Linked DNA regions of Triticum aestivum: all the other regions are linked to region 3. Evidence: chromatin contacts called from public Hi-C and HiCAR-type data. All regions are on one chromosome and are shown on one strand. The core of a region is the stretch at or near the end of the contact, and the rest is flanking DNA. Distances in the headings are between cores, read along the strand shown.

Region 1 (2,700 bases), core at 63-2,562, 310 kb after region 3:
GTCCATCGGTTTTCTTTATATTGATGGATTTGTTTTTACCCGTTCTCCCTTTTTCTAACTTCGAGTGTTTCTTTGTTTTAGATGTTGAACTTATTAGAAAAATATTATGTCATCTTGTCAATATACGCCAACATTCGTTATAAGGTTGTACACACTCGCATCACTCTTTGTTTCAACCACGTACAATCAGCTCACCGTAACCACTCCTTATTTTCACTATAACAACATTATCAGATTGATAAACCATGCAAAACACGGGTTATCTAACGAATTACAAGAGTATCTAAAACATGTGTAGAGTAATTTCCACACAGAGTCTCGCAACAAACAAGCAACACATGAAACATCTTCATTTGCAGCATACCAAAAGTCTTGATTTTTCACTCTGACTGACTGAAGATAGGTCCCAAGGTCCATGAAACTCACCGCAGAAAGAATCTGCCATATTAGCCGGAACAAGAAAACATGTCTCTGCACATGCGTCAGGGCATCATCCGAAGCTAGGCAAAGAGAGGATCAATTGTCACTAAGATCCGTGTCACAAATACATTGAGTGCAAAAGTTATGTCAAGGTTGACGAGAACAGGCGACCTGGGTTCCAAATCGACATGAGCACCGAAAAGGTTGAAGAGAAAGTCCTGCCATGGTTGGCCACACCACGCGATCTGCAACACAAATCGACATGACACAAACCCCACAACTCGATCAATGCCGGAGGCAAGTCTGCCATATCAAAAGGAGGAGAACAATTATTCCGCAACCCAGTTTGCCACTATAAAAGGACGGTGGTATAACACACTATAAAATAATTTATTTCGCAACTGAAGAAACAACGACACACGATAAAACACAATGAAAATGAAATTAGCACCCCCAACCTCGCGGTGCCATTTGGGGCATATAGGTTGGGAACTACGATTCGCTGGTTAAAACTGCTAGGATACCATGATACTGATAGTGGTTAAGATTCTTTTGAGAAGATAATAGGTTATGTTTTACAGATTTTTCTAACTGTTTTTTAGTAGGGAGTAGGGTTGGTGGAATGGTGATTTTTCTCTAAGGGTGTGATTAAGTCTCAGTCAACTGAGAGTCAAGTGACATACTCCCATCACATAATATAAAAGCGTTTTTTGACATAGTATAGTGTTAAAAATGCTGTTATGGTACAGAGGGATAATGAAGTCACTTAGACTTAGCAAAACTGTTTTTCTAATCAAGCTCGGCGTGCCTGATTACCTTAATTCCATACGAATACGGTTGTGTGGGGTTAAGTGCTACTTTTGCCTTTGCCGTGAAGTCGTAAGCCAAATTGACTTAAGGAAAAACCAAGTTGAACAGAGCCAGCACCAAACCCTCGTCGCGCTCGTCTCTCTCGTGCTCTCTCACCCCGGCCAGCGGCATCTGAGATTCGCGCCTCGCCGGCGGCCATGGGCGGCGACTGGCAGGAGCTGGCCCAGTCGGCGGTCATCGGCCTCATCTTCGCCTTCCTCGTCGCCAAGCTCATCTCCGTCGTCCTCGCCTTCAAGGAGGACAACCTCCGCATCACCCGCTCCGCCCCCGACCCCGCCCCCTCGCCCGACGCCGCCGACCCCGCGCTCGACGGCGGCGGCGGCGACGGCGACGGCGACAGCGACAGCGACGGCGACTGGGAGGGCGTGGAGAGCACGGAGCTCGACGAGGACTTCAGCGCCGCCTCCGCCTTCGTCGCCGCCTCCGCCGCCGGCGTCCCCGAGGAGGCGCAGCTCCGCCTCTACGGCCTCTACAAGATCGCCACCGAGGGGCCCTGCACCGCGCCGCAGCCCTCCGCCCTCAAGCTCAAGGCCCGCGCCAAGTGGTAGATTCCGCCCCCCCTTGCCTCGCTCGATTCCTTGGAATCTGGATCCACCTTCTGCCACAGTTGGGTTTAGCCTTATATTTTCTAGGGGATAGGGGTTATGAGGTGGGTTGGATATGATCTATGTCTACATTTAGCTTGTGCTGCTACGGGACTGCCCACGGGATGTGAACTTGGTGTGATTTCTGAGTTGGACCGACCAGGAGAGATTGTTCGTAGTTAGTACACCCCCAAATGCAACTGGTGCTAGCTTCCTGGCTTGATTTCTTGGTACAGACATAGAGTCAGTCCACTGGTTCTCTAGGTTTGGTGTACAGGATTTGTCTCTAGGTTGTCGATGGGTTTCGCCAATTGATTGTGTGTTAGCATTGCCTGCTCCTGCTACTTTACTTTAACATGAGCATCCAAGTACTTACATTTACTGCAACTGATCTAAATCCAGTAATATCATTTGTGATCAAGGCTGCATAATTATGAGGGCTTAAGAGTTTCACTTTGATGATGATGCCCTTTGCTGCTTTGGATTTTCATATATGAGCATCGGAACTCAGGCATCTATTATTTCACAGTGAACATGTATTAGCAATAGACCTTTTCGGTTTTGCTCTGCTTGTGCTTCTCAATTTGGTAACTGTATCTAGGTTCTTGATTGGCTTCACCGATTGATTGGTTGTTTGCATTGTCTGTTTGTGCTACTTTCCCCTGAGCATCCATGATCTATATCGAAGAATGTTACTTGTGAATTCTGGTTATGCCGAATAGTTGTGTAGGGGTAAGAATTTTCACTTTGAAGATGCCTTTGGTGCTCTGGGTGTTCCAATATGAGCACCAGAACTCAGACGTCTACTATTTGCACTGAATACATA
Region 2 (2,700 bases), core at 138-2,637, 450 kb after region 3:
TGATCGCGCGACCCTTGTTCTCATGCATTGGGCTGTTTTCAGCATCATCTTGACAGGCGGAAGCACGCTGTTCCCTCGGTTCGCTGAAAGATTGTAAGTAGTTTTTTCTGTAGGAAAAGGGACAGTGTTATCTCCCAATTGCATGAGTCTGCGTGCATCATCTTAGTTGTTTGTATCAACAGGCAGAGAGAACTTCGACCTCTTGTGCCCGAGGAGTACCAGGTGAAGATAATCTCTCAAGAGAAGTATGTGCCTTTTTTACTCTGTTTCTGTCTTGGCGCCTCTCCCTCGTTCACTAACGCTCATGTGCGGCGTGCGCGAATGGCATTAACGCTCTGCTACTTTGCGCAGCCCGATCCTTGGTGTCTGGAGAGGAGGATCTGTCCTGGCGTCCAGCCCCGATTTCGGGTCGATGTGCGTTACGAAATCAGAGTACGAGGAGATGGGGTCGGCACGGTGCCGCCGAAGATTCTTCCACTGAAGAGTTGCTCAGTAGATAGGACAATGTAGCCTGTTTTAGATGGCGTGTTTAGCAAGTGGCATGCGAATTAGGGGTTTGTCTTCTACAAAAGGTTTAGCAAGTTCAGTATTTGCACTAACAAATTTAACTAATGCTTAGTTGGCCATGGCCCATGAGACTAGAGGTTGTCTTCCCCATGCATCCACGCATGCAGATCAACTTTGTGTGAATGGATTCAGTTGTGGGTGGGTGGATTTAGCTACTGGGAATTTCAGATTTTCCTGAGGATTTTCTAGCAGCCCTTTGCAGAAAATTTGTGTCAAGATAAATTTGTGTCGTGATTGCAGAAAATGAGTTCGTGAAGTTTGGCTGTTGAAATAACAATTTGAAACTTGTGTGAAATAACCTTCTTTCTCTATCCAAACACCTCTTTCGACGTGGTGTCCTTGAAATTCAGTGATTCACTCCATCGGCCTCCTGCGTACCATTGAAATTCAAAGTAGAGTTGAATCAAAGTTAAATTTGGTCAGAAACGAGATGACTACCTGAATTTTGGTGCGGTTTGAAATAGATTTGATACCTCTTGGGTCATTATTTTTTGTGAGAGAAAAATTTATACATGTAACCTGCAAAGTGGGGCCAGGAACGGATTCTTTTTGTCAAAAACATGATCGGACTGTTGTTGACAGCCAACACGTCACGCAGCAGCCAGCCCGGTTCCCGCCAGCGTGTCACGAGCCCTCGCAACCGTCCGATCGTGAAAACTAACGGCCCAGATCGACTCGCACGCGTGTCACCGCGCTCGCGTGGGACAGACCGCGTCGGAGGCCACCTCCGATTCGTCCACGTCACGCCAACGCTGTAGACCTCCCTTCGCGCCATAAATAGTAGCCGCACCGCCTCGTCCTGCAACGTACTTGGAGCTAGCTTCCAGACGACATCGATTGATCGCCGGCGCCATGGCTCGCGCGACAACGTTGCTGCTCGGGCTACTGCTCGCGGTGCTGCTCCTCGCGGCCACGCCGGCTCCATCGGCTGCCGCGGCGGCGAAGGAGAAGGAGAAGGGCTCCGGCAGCGGCAACGGCGGGCCGGTGATCGGCATCGACCTGGGCACGACCTACTCGTGCGTGGCCGTGTACCGGAACGGCCGCGTGGAGATCATCGCCAACGACCAGGGCAACCGCATCACCCCATCCTGGGTCGCCTTCACCGACTCCGGCGAGCGCCTCATCGGCGAGGCCGCCAAGAACCAGGCCGCCGCCAACCCGCTCCGCACCGTCTACGACGCCAAGCGCCTCATCGGCAGGCAGTTCGTCGACGCCGAGGTGCAGCGGGACATGAAGCTGCTGCCGTTCAAGGTGGTGGACAAGAACGGCAAGCCGCACGTCGAGGTGGAGGTGAAGGCCGGCGACGTGCGGACGCTCAGCCCGGAGGAGGTGAGCGCCATGGTGCTCACCAGGATGAAAGAGACTGCCGAGGCCTATCTCGGCGAGAAGGTCCGGGACGCCGTGATCACCATCCCGGCCTACTTCAACGACGCGCAGCGCCAGGCCACCAAGGACGCCGGCGCCATCGCCGGCCTCAACGTCGTCCGCCTCATCAACGAGCCCACCGCCGCCGCCATCGCCTACGGCCTCGACAAGGTGGCAGACGGGAAGGAGCGGAACGTGCTGGTGTTCGACCTCGGCGGCGGCACCTTCGACGTGAGCGTGCTCGCGCTCGACGGCGGCGTCTTCGAGGTCCTCGCCACCAACGGCGACACCCATCTCGGAGGCGAGGACTTCGACCAGCGCGTCATGGACCACTTCATCCGGCTCGTCAAGCGGAAGCACGGCGTCGACATCTCCGGCGACGCGCGCGCGCTCGGCAAGCTCCGGCGCGAGTGCGAGCGCGCCAAGCGGGCGCTCAGCACCCAGCTCCAGGTCCGCGTGGAGGTAGAGTCGCTGGCCGACGGCGTCGACCTTTCGGAGCCGCTCACCCGGGCCCGCTTCGAGGAGCTCAACGCCGACCTCTTCCGCAAGGTCATGGCGCCCGTGAAGAAGGCCATGGCGGACGCCGGGCTGGCCAAGGGCGACGTCGACGAGGTGGTGCTGGTCGGCGGCAGCACGAGGATCCCCAAGGTGCAGCAGCTCCTCCGCGACTACTTCGGCGGCAAGGAGCCCCACAAGGGCGTCAACCCCGACGAGGCCGTGGCCTACGGCGCGGCGGTGCAGGGCGGCATCGTGCGCGGCGACGCCAAG
Region 3 (2,700 bases), core at 196-2,695:
CGGACGGTGGAGGCGCTCTGGCGTCTCGGCCCTTCCTGGAGGCGCCGTTCAAGGGGTGGTTGGGGGTTGTGGACCCGGTGCGTGGTGGTGGGTGGCGGCGGTGGTGCTCGGTTCCCTTGGTTGCCGGCGTTGGTGGTGGCGTGTGGGTTCTTCCGCATCCTTCAGCGGCTCATCGCTTTGTTTGCTGGTTGGTCGCCGGCCGGCAGTGGGCGTCCGCGTGTCCGGCACGGTCTGGACGAAGGGGAGATAGTGGTCTCTCCTCCGGCTGTGGCCCGAGGCGGCGGGCGGTGGAGTCGATGGTTTCCTTCACGCGGTCTGGATCTTCATGTTCACGGCTTTTGCTGTCGCCGGGAGGCTTCAGCCCTGCCGTTCTAGCCGTGCAAGATCTCCGGTGGCTTGATCGTAGTATTTCTTGCTGCCTTATTCTCTGCTGCTCTTGGTTGTAGTAAATTTGGCATGGATTTTTCAGTTTTTGGTCAAGTCTTGGCCTTTGTAATTCAGCACCATTGTATCCTAGCCGGTTGATGGCTTCATTAATTTGAAGTCGGGCCTTTGTGCCTTTTCTCTAAAAAATATTAAAAATGCCATCTCTTAGTAATAAAAAAATGCATTTTCTTAATATAAAAATGCCATCTCTTAAAATTGAAAATGACATCTCTTAAAATAAAATTTTCATCTCTTAAATAAATAAACATGCCATCTCTCAAAAATAAAAAAGTCCACCGTCTTTATAAAAAATGTCATCTCTTATAATAAAAAATGCCATAACATGGTTAATAAAAAAAATACCATGCACTTAGTGATAAAAACTGCCATGCCACTAATATTGAAAAAGATGCCATCCTCTTAAAAATGCCATGCTGCAAAAAACAAAACTGCTATGGGATTTTCGGGACCGAAAATATAAGTGGCAGTTAAAACCATAAAAGGGCCTCGCACACTGGAGGTCGTGGGTTCGACCCCCGACCCCGCCTCGTGATTTTTTGGAAGAAAAAACACAGACCCGTTCGCCATAAAGCAGTCGCGCAACGAACTATCCCAATGATCCTATGTGGCGTCGGTTCTGCTCCAAGATTCGTGCGACGGCAAGGAGGGCGTTCGCTGCGAAATCCCCTTGGGTGACGGTCGCCGGTTAGCATTTCCGACTATTTATGGATGGCCAACATGTTTGGCAGTTGAACTTCCCGGTGGATGTAATACGTGCTGTGACCACCAATTTGGTTGGTCCATCGTAATTTGGATTGCAAGGTGTTCCAGCTCAAAAAAAGAAAAAAGACACAACAACTGTTTTTCATTACGAAGGCAAGAGCGGAAAAAGGGGCATTGTTCGAGTAGTCTGGGCTAAACGGGCCACGCAGGAAGTGTTGTACTCGGAGTCTCGGACTGGGCCGCCTCCGGCACCGACTAGGCAGCACAAAAATAAAGAGCAGGAGCCCCTCAAAAATAAAAAATAAATAAAGAGCAGGGCAGAAACCCCCACCGCTCGCCCGTTCCGTTCCGATCCCCTCTCCTCTCGTCCCCCGACTCCGCGCCGCCGGCGAGGGTTTGGCTCGCGCCGTCCGCCCCCACGGCCGCCGCCGCCCCTCCTCTCCCCGAGCCGCGCCTGCCCTCGGCGACGGGCGGGCGAGAGCCGAGCCCCCTGCCGCCGCCAGATCCGTCGTCTTCGAGCTCAGGTAAGAAGGCTCCGTCCAATCCCCATCCCTCGAATACTCCGTCGCAATTCGTTGGTGGCGTTTGTAGGGTGTTGATTGCTTTCTTTACCGTCGTCCTCCGGCGCCGTATCGATCTGCAGGGACGTGCCCCGGCGCGCAGCCCGCGGGGACGCCGGAGATGAGCTACAGCGGGAGCGGCGGAGGGAAGCGCCTCCGCACGTCGCCGAGCGAGGCGGAGGGCAGCCCCAGGCGTCGTCGTGGGTCGCCGTCGGTCTACTCCCCTTCGCCGTCGCCCTACCGGTCGCCCTCGCCGCTGCCGTCCCCGTCGACCTACCGGTCGCTCTCGCACTCGCCGTCGCCCTGCCGCTCGTGGTCGCAGAGGCCGCCAAGCAACGACGATGCCGACGATCTGAGCCGCAGCCGCGGGTCGGACGACCTCGACCGGCACGGGCGGAGGCCTGCCTGGAGGCCGCACGCGAACAAGGAGCTGGGCGAGCACGGGCGCACCGGCGAGTACAGCGTCCGGATCGACGACTACGACCGCCTCTTCACCTGCAAGGCCTGCCGCCGCATGCTCTCGCCGCCGGTCTACCAGGTAACTTTCGGTTGCAGCTGCAGCACAGTTCTATTTATTTATCATTACGTTCAGAATCAACTCAGCCGTGTTCTTGATACATGGTGTGCGTGCAGTGCCCCTTCGCCCACGTCACCTGCTCGAGGTGCCACGAGGAAGTCGGGGACAACCGATGCAGCTGCTGCGGCAGCGGCAATGGCTATGGGCGCAACCGCGTCGTCGAGGAGTTCCTAGGCCGCATCCGCTTCTCCTGCCGCAACAAAGTGCATGCCTGTGAGGCCTTCCTTCCGCACCACGAGATGCGCCAGCATGAGCAGACCTGCCGCCACGAGCCTATCTTCTGCCCTGTCCCCCAATGCGGCTTCGCCAGCCGGGCTGTTGCACTCACGACCCACCTCACCCTCCGCCACCACTGGGACACGATCAGGTTTCACTATGATGAGAACTTCCGGGCCTCTGCCTTCACGTCGACCA

What was found. Hi-C and Micro-C count contacts between places; a contact is called where the count stands out from the background. HiCAR-type assays count read pairs that join an accessible place to other places.
Region 1: a HiCAR-type map of leaf shows a contact between it and region 3, with 8 times the contacts expected there. The contact joins the promoter of LOC123055249 here to the promoter of LOC123055248 in region 3. A contact is called at or near these places in 1 of 5 Hi-C or Micro-C datasets (an unstated tissue) and 1 of 1 datasets of contacts at active chromatin or transcription factors (leaf).
Region 2: a contact with region 3 is called in a Hi-C map of leaf, with 3 times the contacts expected there. The contact joins the promoter of LOC123055253 here to the promoter of LOC123055248 in region 3. A contact is called at or near these places in 2 of 5 Hi-C or Micro-C datasets (both in leaf).

What each region holds. Positions count from the first base shown.
Region 1 is chr2D:639,659,662-639,662,361 of IWGSC CS RefSeq v2.1, forward strand. It overlaps LOC123055249 (acyl-CoA-binding domain-containing protein 4), which reads left to right and starts at 1,313. Exons shown (of 6, transcript XM_044479235.1): 1 at 1,313-1,834. The coding sequence starts at 1,428.
Region 2 is chr2D:639,800,785-639,803,484 of IWGSC CS RefSeq v2.1, forward strand. It overlaps LOC123055253 (heat shock 70 kDa protein BIP5-like), which reads left to right and starts at 1,388. Exons shown (of 1, transcript XM_044479242.1): 1 at 1,388-2,700. The coding sequence starts at 1,420. LOC123055252 (actin-related protein 6) reads left to right here. Exons shown (of 8, transcript XM_044479241.1): 6 at 43-93; 7 at 183-245; 8 at 352-748. The coding sequence ends at 481.
Region 3 is chr2D:639,347,781-639,350,480 of IWGSC CS RefSeq v2.1, forward strand. It overlaps LOC123055248 (E3 ubiquitin-protein ligase SINA-like 2), which reads left to right and starts at 1,446. Exons shown (of 3, transcript XM_044479233.1): 1 at 1,446-1,673; 2 at 1,793-2,247; 3 at 2,343-2,700. The coding sequence starts at 1,831.